Linked DNA regions of Sus scrofa: regions 1, 2 and 3 are each linked to region 4. The links are chromatin contacts, called in public HiChIP or PLAC-seq maps. All regions are on one chromosome and are shown on one strand. The core of a region is the stretch at or near the end of the contact, and the rest is flanking DNA. Distances in the headings are between cores, read along the strand shown. Region 1 overlaps NCMAP (noncompact myelin-associated protein). Region 2 holds the start of SRRM1 (serine/arginine repetitive matrix protein 1). Region 3 holds the start of NCMAP (noncompact myelin-associated protein). Region 4 holds the start of IFNLR1 (interferon lambda receptor 1).

Region 1 (2,700 bases), core at 82-2,581, 370 kb after region 4:
TTCTTTTGCCGTCTGATGAGGTGATAGAGCTATGATGGGGATCCACTGATGTGGGGTTTGGCTGTTCCCCTCCCCCAAGCACAATAGCTAGACAGACAGACAGGCAGAAGTCAGGGGGTGCTCCTGAGAGAGTCTGCCCTGGGGTCACATCAGAGGAAGGGCCACATCCACAGTTTTGCAGAGCAAATATTCAATCCCATAATCCAGCACAGGGGAACTAACTTGGATTAACTAATCAAAAAACCAATTTGTTAATTTATAACTTGTTCTGGTACTAAATGACTGCTGTTGAGCTCACGACAATTGGTCAGCACATTTTTCCTCTAGGAAAGTTTATGGGGGAGTTCCCAGGTGGTGCAGTGGGTTAAGGATCCAGCGTTGTCACTGCTATGGCACGAGTTCCCTCCCTGGCCCCGGAACTCCCTCATGCTACAGTGTGGCCAAGAATATTTTAAAGAAGAGAGAAAGAAAAAAGAAAAGAGGGAAAAACTGAATTATTCTCCAAAGGTGTCTACTTATTTAGTAGAGTCAGAGTAGAAGCATAGGGTGGACTTGAGGATTTCTGGTCTTGAGGCTGAAAGCTTGTTGCAGTGTTTGGGGGCCTGGACTGAGCCTCAGGACGGCTCAGGGCCCCTCCCTCTCCCCTGGAAGGCTGGTTTCACCTTGACTCAGTCTCCTTTCTCGGCTTCCCTCTATTTGGATTCTGAGCTATCCTCCATCTCCCGTTATCACCTTACCTCCAAGGTCCAAGTATTTGGAGGCTGATTAGATTACAGCTCTGTTTGTGTTACCTCTGCCCTTCCCAGTCACCTTGCAAAGATTCAGGATATATTCAAAGTACCACATTCACACACCATTTCTCTGGATGGGACTCATCTCTTTGACTCCTTCACCTGGAAAACAATCTAGCGAAAGGGTTGCAATTAAGAAGAACTGCCGCCCAAGCTCTACTTCCTGGTTGTGTGGCCTTGGAAGTGACTCAGCTCCCCCGTATTGTTTTCTAAGCATGAGACAGGAATAACATCTGCCCCACTGGGTGACTGTAACAAGTCAAGGACTTAGCAAAGCTGCTTGAATAGTGCCTGGCACCCAGTAGATGCTTTATAAATGGGAGCCAACATTATTATTATAAATTTCTTCTATTGCAAGATATACACTTGTTCCCATTTTAATGATTCTGAAATCAGAATATATCTTAAAATAGATGGGTCCATTAATGAGATTGTATTTTTTTTTCTCTCTCAAAACGCTGATTTGGAGTTCCTGTTGTGGTGCAGTGGTTAACAAATCGACTAGGAACCATGAGGTTGCATGTTCAATCCCTGGTCTTGCTCAATGGATTAAGGATCTGGTGTTGCTGTGAGCTGTGGTGTGGTTTGCAGACACAGCTCAGATCCTGCATTGCTGTGGCTCTGGTGTAAGCTGGCAGCTACGGCTCCGATTAGACCCCTAGCCTGGGAACCTCCATATGCTGCGGGAGCGGCTCAAGAAAAGGCAAAAAGACAAAAAACAAACAAACAAACAAAAAAACCGCTGATTTTTAAACAATTGTGCATTTTATGATTGAAGTCACCTTGGGAACAAGGCAATAAATCTGTATTCTATTATAGAAAGTGACGCATTCTTGGAGTTCCCGTTGTGGCTCAGTGGTAATGAACCCGACTGATATCCATGAGGATGTGGGTTTGATCTCTGGCTTCACTCTGTGGGTTAAGGATCCAGCGTTGTTGTGAGCTGTGGTGTAAGTCACAGATGCAGCTCAGATCTGGCATGGCTGTGGCTGTGGCATAGGCTGGCAGCTACAGCTCAGATTAGACCCCTAGCCTGGGAATTTCTATATGCCAAGGGTGTAGCCCTAAAAAGAAAAGAAAGAAAGAAAATTACACATTCTTATCATTTAATTGTAAATTCTAGGAACTGTAAATTCCTTCTTGGGGTAAGAAATCCCTTTTGAGAAAGTTGAAGGTCAGGAGATAAGGAGGCTGACCCAGGGTCACACGGCTCACGTCATCTCACTTAAAAAAAAAAAAAAAAAAAAGCTTACCTGAATAGGTCTGGAGAAATACTGACAAACTGTTTTTCCCCAGACATCTCTTCTCCCTCCTCTGTTGAACTATCCACCAGACACTTTGCAAGCTGCTTTCCCATGAGTTATCTCATGGGATTTATTTTTCCTGATAACCCTGGGAGGTTTTTTTTTTCCCCATTTGCCAAGAATTTTAAACCCAAAGAGAGAAAGCACTTGCCCAAAGTCTCCCAGCTAGTAAGTTGCAAAGACAAGACTCAAATCCAGGTCTCTTTGATTCAAAAGTCTTATATTCTTATTATACATTTAAATGCTTATTGCAGTGCCCTCTTCCCTAACCTCCTGGCTCAAAGGAAACAGATTCTTTTGCGAGCTGAACCAGAGGAAGACAGGCTTATCCCTGGGTCTGCGTGAGGTCAGGGGTGTAGTGTCCACACTGGAAGTGGGGCAAAGCCACTTTGGTAGCCTCCCTTGTGCTTCCATGGTTGTAGCCAAAGGGTCTCTTTTCTAAATCCATTCAAGCGCTAAGGATTCCTGCTTCATTCCCTTACCACTTAGGTCCAAGGAGCAAGGGGACAAAGCCATTGAAGGACTTAAGCCCCAAATACAGATGTTTCCCAAATGTATTCTGCTAAAAAAAAAAAAAAAAAAAATTGAGGTTGTTTGGAATGTTC
Region 2 (2,700 bases), core at 20-2,519, 400 kb after region 4:
ATAGCAGAGTGGGTTTCTTGATGGTTTGGCAGTGAGATGTGGGAGGAAGAGGAGTCCAGCTTTTTTTTTTTCTTTTTTAGGGCCACACCTTTGGCATACGGAAGTTCTCAGGCTAGGGTTCGAATGGGAGCTACAGCCGCAGGCCTATGCCACAACCACAGCAACAGGAGATCCTTACCCTCCTGTGCAAGGACAGGGATCGAATCCGTGTCATCATGGATACTAGTAGGGATTTGTTACCAATGAGCCACAATGGGAACTCCAAGAGGAATCGAGATTAACAACCAAGGCTTGTATCTTAAACAAAAGGAAAGATACTGCCATCAACTGAGGTAGGGAAGACTTTGGGAGGGACAGGTCGGGTTTTTGGCCTGGTGGAGGGTGGAGGGAGGGAGTTCCAGGCAGAACAGGAGAAACGAGGAGCCCAGTTCCTACTTATGTTACGTTCGTGACGTCTGTCCAAGCGGAAACATTGAACAGGACGTTGCCAATACATGTTCGAAGCTCAGAGGAGAGGCCTTGAGCTGGAAACCTATGAAGTTGTTGGCAGAATTGGTATTTGAAGCCAAGAGAGTGAATACATTGTGAACAAAAATCAGGAAAGGGAGGCAAGTGTGTGTTGGGGGGGGTGTGTGTGTGTGGTTACGTTACAAAAGATGGCTAGAGAAGGGTCACATGTTCCCTTTCAGAGAAAAAGAGAGTGCATAAAGGAAAGGAGGCAGAAGGCATCCGGTTGCAGGCCCTCGCAGCCAGAGCTGGGCCGGTGAGGCACACGTGAGCTCCGAAAGTCCCGAAGCCTGAAGGCCGGCTTCCTTTCCGTCAGACTCTGCCCGGGGGCCCCGGCTCTCATCAGCTTCCTGCCGGTTCCGAAACTCATCTAACGGACATTTCCAGCTTCTCCCCAAAGCTAAGGAGTTGTAGCGGAAGTCGAGGGTGCGGGACCAAAACGCAGATTTCATTCATAGTACAGAGCTCGACTACTTCAGGGCCGACCTCGATAACTGGAAACTCGTAAAAGCAACACAATCACAACTTTTCTAACGAAAGCGGAGGCCGCAGGCTTCTCCTCTGCGCAAGAGCGGCCTCACAAGCGTCACCCTGAGGTAACAGCCTTTCTCCACAAGCTCTCCATGGAGCCCCCCCCCGGGGGGGGGCAGAAAGCCGCCCCCACTACGGGTCGAAGGAAGGGTCAATTCACGCTGAGCGAACAAGGCTGGTTAAGCGCCACAAAAGGTTTTGCAGGGCGGGGCGACCGGACGACACTCTCTTGCTCGCTCCCATTGGCTGTGGTCGCGAGGCTCTCCTCAAGGACTGGCCACTGGAGAAGCTCGGAGTCCGGTAGCAGCCCGCCTCCCGGAACGCGCGTGCGCACACTTGGCGAGCGCTCTCCACACTGAGCAAGCGCGGCCTCGTGTCCGCTGGAAGGGCGGGTGGAGCAGCGCGAGCTGCGTCCCGGCGCTCGGCTTTCCCTGCCGGTCCCGCCCTCCGTCGCGGTGGCGCGGTGCACCTTGGGATAGGGAGCGATCTCCGAGCGAGGCAGCAAGATGGACGCGGGATTCTTCCGCGTAAGTAGGAGCGCGGGGATCTGGGGTGAGGTGAGGGGCTTATCGAAAAGGCCCAGCAGGAGGCCTAAACTCGAGATGGGGTGGCCAGCGAGCGGAGACTTCGAAGATCCTGAGGATCCTCGTTGCCAGTGGACGCTTCCCCACTACCCTGCGGCGGGGACCGGTGCGCCCCTGCGCAGTCTCCTCCTCCGGGATCGTCCCCCCTACGCGGCAGCGACGGTCGCCGGAAAATGGCGGCGGGAATGGGCCTGAGCGGTACCTTCCCGCCCGCCTCCCTGGCAGGGCCTGCAGGGAGAGCCGCGCGCCCCACCGGGTCCTGGGGCCTAGCGGACCCGCGAGGAGGAAGTCCCTGGGGGGAGGCCGGAGGGAAACCCTGAGGTGACTGGCGGCAGGAGGGCCCTGGGGAGGACAGGTTTGGGGGTACCGCCTCAGGAGAGCGGGTGAGAGGACCGGAAGCAGCCTTGAGCCGCTTTTCTTGAGAAAGCGGGCACCAAACCCCCTCCCCCCGCGCCTCGCGCGCCCTCCCTCTTGGTCTAAGCCTTCCCGAAGGCTCCGGGTCAGAGTTCGCGGGAGCTCCCGCCCAATTTGATAGCCCTTCAGGGAGGGGAATGCAGATAATTTGTAGTTAGAACGTTTGAGTCTGAGACTCCAGGCAGAGGGTGCAACAAAAAGTATGCGCGTTTGTGGAGGCAGGGGTATGGAGTGGATCTACTCTTCGTTCCCGCTCACCGCCCCCCACCCCCTGTGAACGTTCTCTTGAAAATCTTTTTGGTGAAAAGGTTCCTCTTGATTCTCGCCCATCACCTGGAGATGGGGACGTTTTCTCGTCGTAGTTGGCCCTCAGGGCCCATACTTTTACCGGGCGCGTGCTGGACTCTTTTGGTCCCCTTTTACACTCCCGTAGGACCCATTCGAGATCTCGATGGGTGGGAAGTGACACTGATTGGACTAGAGTTTGCAAATTCTTTTTAAGGCAGAACGGACCATATAGAGACCAGTTGATTTAAGTCAGAATCTGTAGTGCATATTGGCTCTTTCCATTCCCTGGAGCATGTTACATGCAGTTTCTGTGTGTTTAAAGGAAAAGATAAAAGAGGGTAAGACCGGGACTTTAAGATATGTCTTGACACTCCAA
Region 3 (2,700 bases), core at 113-2,612, 330 kb after region 4:
GTCCCTGCCATTGCTCAGTGGGTTAACGATCCGGCATTGCCATGAGCTGTGGTGTAGGTTGCAGACGTGGCTCGGATCCCGCGTTGCTGTGGCTCTGGCGTAGGCCGGTGGCTACAGCTCCGATTCAACCCCTAGCCTGGGAACCTCCATATGCCGTGGGAGCAGCCCAAGAAATAGCAAAAAGACAAAAAAAAAAAAAAAAAAAATTTACGTATACTTGGGAGTTCTCGTCATGGCTCAGTGGTTAACGAATCTGACTAGCAATCATGAGGACACAAATTTGATCCCTGGGCTCACTCAGTGGGTTACAGATCCGGCGTTGCCTTGAGCTGTGATGTAGCTCACAGGTATGGCTTGGATCCTGAGTTGCTGTGGCTGTGGTATAGGCCAGCAGCTGTAGCTGCAATTGGACCCCTAGCCTGGGAACCTCCATACGTCTCGGGTGCGGCCCTAAAAAGCAAGAAAAAAATAAAATGAAGTATAGTTGATGGTACACTACTATACCTTATAGGTGCATAATATAGAGATTCTCAGAATTTCACTTCTTAATCAATCCTTGTTAATAAATACCACCTGGAGTTCCCATCGTGGTGCAGCAGAAACGAGTCCGACTAGGAACCATGAGATTTTGGCTTCGATCCCTGGCCTCAATCAGTGGGTTAACGATCCAGCGTTGCCTTGAGCTGTGGTGTAGGTTGCAGACGCGGCTCAGATCTTGTGTTGCTGTGGCTGTGGCGTAGGCAGGCAGCAACAGCTCCGATTAGACCCCTAGCCTGGGAATCTCCATATGCCGAGGATGTGGACCTATAAAGACAAAAGACAAAAAAGTAAAATAAAATGAAATAAAACAAAAATAAAATTTAAAAAAAACAATGGCATATGACTTCTGAAAAGAAAAAGAAAAATCTCTAAAAAAAAAAAAAAAAAAAAAAAAAAAAAAACCACCTGACCTTCCTATGAAAACACAACAGATCCTTTCTCAGTTCTCAGCCAACTTGGGAGGAAGTTACCAAGGCTTTGACAGCATCTCACAGCACCAGTGGCAAAGCAGCAGGCCCCCAAACCAAACACTTTCTGGAAGTAATTTGAAAACAGAATGAGGAAACCTGGAGTTCCCCTTGTGGCTCAGCAGGTTAAGAACAGGACATAGTGTCCATGAGGATGTGGTTCAGTCCCTGGCCTTCCACTCGGTGGGCTAAGGATTCTGCGATGCTGCAAACTGCTGCATAGGTTGCAGATGCAGCTCTGATCCCGTGCTACTGTGGCTGTGGCTTAGGCCAGCAGCTGCAGCTTCAATTCAGCCCCTCGTCTGGGAGTCCATATGCCACAGGTGCAGAAGTAAAAAGAGAAAAAAAAAAAGAATGAGGAAACCTGGCTGTGTGATTTGGGGCAACTCCTGGGCCTCAGTTTCCCTGTTTGTAAACGGAGAGGGGTTGGGATTCCCCTGAGATCTCTCCCTCTTTCTGTAGATATTGGTTGGAGGCCCATTGCGTGCTCAGGATAGAGTGCTGGGCTCCAGGGATCCATCCATAAGCCAGTCCGATGCAAGAAACAGTCCGATTCTACAGAGCAAGTTATTGACCCTCTCGAGCTGGCAGACCTCCTAGTGTAACATTTTATATGGTCCAGACCCCAACCGCCCCTACCCCAGTCCCTTCAATAGGATTAGCACAACCTGCTTTAAAGGCATCTGCACAAACCCCCCTGCAGCTCCCACAGGCCTGGTGAGTCTGTAAGTTCCCTTCTCCCGTCCGCCCTGGGAGAAGTGGTCTGGAGGGCTGAGCGCCCAAGGCGGAGGGTGGGGTTGCCAGACGTGGAGTCCCAAGAAGGACCCGGGCCGGGAGGGGCGCGAGGACACCACGGGGAGGCGCCGCCACGTCAGTGTCCCAGCCTGGCGCCCCCAGGGCAGCCCCGAGGATCACCTGCGCGGGGCGGGGCCGAGGGCGGGATCACGACGGGGAGAGCCAGGGTGGCTGAGAAGTCGCCGGCGGGAGACCGAGCGGGTGGCGGCCGGGGCGCGGGGCTCCCCGGAGCAGGTAGGAGGTGCAAGACGCCGGGGTCGCCGGGTCTGCGGGGGTCACGGGCGACCCGGCTCTGGCGCGGCGGCTCGCTGTTCACCTGCTGGCCGCACTCGGTGGAGGGGAGCCCGGAGAGGAGCCACGGGGCTTCCCAGCCTCGCACCCACCTTCTTTGGAGGGAGTGCCTGGAGTCTGCGCGCGGGGGCGGTGGGCGATGGTGAGAGGCTGGAGAGGCGAGGTTCGTCTTCTCCGGCTCTGGCCATGCGGATGGGACATGCGTACTGGTGCCAGGAGAGCATTCTCGACGCAGCGCGGACACCCACCCTGAATGCCGGCCTGTTTGGGGGGTTGATATTCTGGGCATCCAGCAGACAGATCGTTTCCTTGTCCCTCCTCCCTTTCAAAGCCTCTGGCGGAGAATCCCCGGAAGAAAAGCTAGCAAACTGGCCCGCTGAGAGGTAGAGGGGATTTTGAACCATTCAAGACCTCTGTTGGTTTCACCTGCGAAAGGGGCGTCTTAATGGGTCGGCCCTGTGGGGAGGAAGATCTGCATAAAAACCCACAGCAGGGGGAGGAACCCAGGGTTCTAGCTCTGGATGGGCAAACTCCGCAGCTCCCAGGTGACTCCAAAGGAAAGATGGGAGGACAGGTTCTGTGGCCCGGGTACACTGGCAGGAGGAGG
Region 4 (2,700 bases), core at 72-2,571:
TTCCCTCCCTCCCTCCCTCCTTCCCTCCCTTCTTTCTTCCTTCTTCCTTCCTTCCTTCCTTCCTTTCTTTCTTTCTTTCGCTGCACCTGAGGCATATGGAAGTTCCCAGGCTAGGGGTCCAAACAGAGCTGCAGTTGCCCACCTATGTCAAGCCACAGCAAAGCCAGATCCAAGCCGAAACTGTGACCTACACTGCAGTTCAGGGCAACACCGGATCCTTAACCCACTGAGCAGGGCCAGGGATTGAACCTGGGTTCTCATGGATACTAGTTGGGTTCGTTAAAGCTGAGCCACAATGGGAACTCCAAATGTTGGCTTTTAACATTAGTATTAGATTATGTACAAGAACTCTTCGTGTTTTTAAATTATTAGGCTAAGACTAGGGAGATATCCTGGGAACAATTTTGCTGGGGTTTGGCAGTTGTGTCCTATTCCAAGGTATTTTGTACCCTGTAAACTTACCGGTGGCAGCTCAGAAAAAAAAAAGGGGGTAGGGGCTGGATGGAACTTCCTACACCCAGCCGGGAGAAAGGGGACACACACACACACACACACACACACACACTAATGCACACCCTGCGAGGGCAGGGCACTTCTGTTTGAATTTCCCTACTAGCAAGGGTCAAGTGCGGTATTTTTTATTTTTATTTTTGGTCTTTTTGTCTTTTTAGGGCCGCACCTATGGAGGTTCCAGGCTAGGGGGCTAATCAGAGCTACAGCTGCCAGCCTACACCGCAGCCACAGCAACGTCAGATCCTTAACCCACTGAGCAAGGCCAGGGATCGAACCCACAACCTTATGGTTCCTAGTCGGATTGTTTCCGCTGCGCCACAACGGGAACTCCAAGTGCGGTATTAATGAAGGGATCAGAGCCTTTAGGAAACCTTAAAAAAACACTTTATAAATAAATACAGCTGACTTTAGAACCATCGTCTTGTTTCCTGATTACCTGAAGCTGAGCTGGCATTAGGAAACGTGATCAGTTTCTTCCCGGAAAGGACTAGACAAGAGTCTGCTTGGTCCTCGGAAGAACACGGGTGGGAGGTGGCCTCTGCCGATCCACACGACTCAGGTTGCTGCGCCCAGACCCCTGCCTAAGGCACTGTCTCCCGAGCTTTGGCTCCGAAGGTGGATGCCGCCCGGACGGCGCTCCCCGCGGCCCCGCGCCCGCCCCGCGGCCCCGTGCCCACCCCGTGCCCTTACCTGGAGCGGACTGAAGCAGGCATAGGAGTAGAGAGGCCCAGCGGCCAGCCCCCGACATGCCGGCCGTCCCGCGGCCAGGGTGGGACCCGTTCCCACCTCCCGCCTCCCGTCCCACCGACTGCAGGTGACGCGAACGGCAGCCAATGGGAGGCCAAGCCGTGGACCCGCCCCTCCGGGACGGGACTCCACCCGGGCTTCCCCTGGGGCCGCCCCTAAGTCCCCAGCAGTTCGTTCTGCCTCTGCTTCGTTTCGTTCTGCGGGATCGGGGTGGGGGTGAGGTTCAGTAAATGCGTGTACAGAGTGAGGTGAGTGGAAGAAAACTGGTTTTTTTTTTTTGGCCACACCCGCGGGATATGGAGGTTCTCAGGCTAGGGGTCGATCTGGTGCAGGCCTACACCGGAGCCACAGCAACGCGGGAACTTCTGGCTCACCGCAATGCCAGAAACTTAACCCACTGAGTGAGGCCAGGGATTGAACCCGAGTTCTCGTGGATGCTAGTCGGGTTGGTTAACCGCTGAGCCACGACGGGAACTCCCGAAAACTGTTCATTATTAATAATCACGGCTAGGAATTCCAATAAGGGACTTTTAAGAGGGCAGAGGAGTTCAGGGCAAGTTTATGAACTGAGTCTCAGACACCACTGGCTCTATCCGAGCCTCTTCTAAGTGCCAGGTTCCAAGCCATGCACTTTCCCACATTATCGACATTAATTTCCTGGAGAATCCTGTGGGTCTGACTTATTCTCTATATCCTTCACGCGGGGCGTGGCAGCCTCCAGAGCTTAATGGGCTTGTTCCGGACATAGCTGGTCCCTCTGATGCCAGTGTGTTACTGGTCACCTGAACAGTAACCGCTTTCAAATAATGCAACCAGCCTCACCTCAGAACCGTCTACAGCCATGAAACAAGATATTGCCGGGAGTTGCCGTTGTGGCTCAGCGGTTAACCAACCGGACTAACATCCATGAGGACGAGGGTTCCATCCTTGGCTTGCTCAGTGGGTTAAGGATCTGGTGTTGCCATGAGCCGTGGTGTAGGTCCCAGACAAGGCTCAGATCCCAAGTTGCTGTGGCTGTGGTGTAGACTGGCAGCTACAGTTCCGACTGGACCCCTAGCCTGGGAACCTCTGTATGAGGCAGGTGCGGCCCTAAAAAGACAAAAAACTTTAAAAATTAAATAAAATAAAAAAGATACTGCCGAGGTGCATGTAGTGACTAAGGGATATTTCTAATGTACTCAGTAGCAGAAAAGCAAGTACCGAAACAGGCTGATTAAACCAAAAATGTGTGCCTATCGACCTGGACAGCTTCAGAAGGATGTATGCCAATATGTTAGTGGGGCTTCTCTCTCTCTGGTGAGGATTTTAAGTTCTCTTCTTTCTGTTTATGTTTAATTTCTAAATTTAAGTACTTGAATTGCTACTTAATTACATTAATCCTGAATTAACTTCTAATTAATATGTACTGCTTTTCCAACACGAAAAGTCACTTTTACTCTA

What was found. HiChIP or PLAC-seq counts read pairs in DNA pulled down with a chosen protein or histone mark.
Region 1: an H3K27ac HiChIP or PLAC-seq map of alveolar macrophages shows a contact between it and region 4. The contact joins the enhancer-like site here to the promoter of IFNLR1 in region 4. A contact is called at or near these places in 3 of 5 promoter capture datasets (fetal liver, fetal skeletal muscle and liver), 8 of 47 Hi-C or Micro-C datasets (brain, embryonic fibroblasts, epiblast stem cells and 4 more) and 1 of 2 datasets of contacts at active chromatin or transcription factors (alveolar macrophages).
Region 2: a contact with region 4 is called in an H3K27ac HiChIP or PLAC-seq map of alveolar macrophages. The contact joins the promoter of SRRM1 here to the promoter of IFNLR1 in region 4. A contact is called at or near these places in 2 of 5 promoter capture datasets (fetal skeletal muscle and liver), 14 of 47 Hi-C or Micro-C datasets (brain, embryonic fibroblasts, epiblast stem cells and 9 more) and 2 of 2 datasets of contacts at active chromatin or transcription factors (alveolar macrophages and skeletal muscle).
Region 3: a contact with region 4 is called in an H3K27ac HiChIP or PLAC-seq map of alveolar macrophages. The contact joins the promoter of NCMAP here to the promoter of IFNLR1 in region 4. A contact is called at or near these places in 3 of 5 promoter capture datasets (fetal liver, fetal skeletal muscle and liver), 2 of 47 Hi-C or Micro-C datasets (epiblast stem cells and skeletal muscle) and 1 of 2 datasets of contacts at active chromatin or transcription factors (alveolar macrophages).

What each region holds. Positions count from the first base shown.
Region 1 is chr6:82,281,185-82,283,884 of Sscrofa11.1, forward strand. It overlaps NCMAP (noncompact myelin-associated protein), which reads left to right. Exons shown (of 4, transcript XM_005665097.3): 4 at 1-2,700. Among named protein-coding and RNA genes, the nearest start is that of SRRM1, 27 kb to the right of the region's middle. Within about 2 kb of position 1,332, at least 10 of the 83 cell types and tissues checked have an H3K27ac peak or open chromatin away from gene starts, as enhancers often do. A contact at or near this core is called in alveolar macrophages, fetal liver and liver, where this site is marked.
Region 2 is chr6:82,307,923-82,310,622 of Sscrofa11.1, forward strand. SRRM1 (serine/arginine repetitive matrix protein 1) reads left to right here and starts at 1,270. Exons shown (of 16, transcript XM_021095577.1): 1 at 1,270-1,565. The coding sequence starts at 1,545. It also overlaps the pseudogene LOC100522323.
Region 3 is chr6:82,241,009-82,243,708 of Sscrofa11.1, forward strand. It overlaps NCMAP (noncompact myelin-associated protein), which reads left to right and starts at 1,363. Exons shown (of 4, transcript XM_005665097.3): 1 at 1,363-2,036.
Region 4 is chr6:81,912,783-81,915,482 of Sscrofa11.1, forward strand. IFNLR1 (interferon lambda receptor 1) reads right to left here and starts at 1,322. Exons shown (of 7, transcript XM_021095536.1): 1 at 1,204-1,322. The coding sequence starts at 1,261.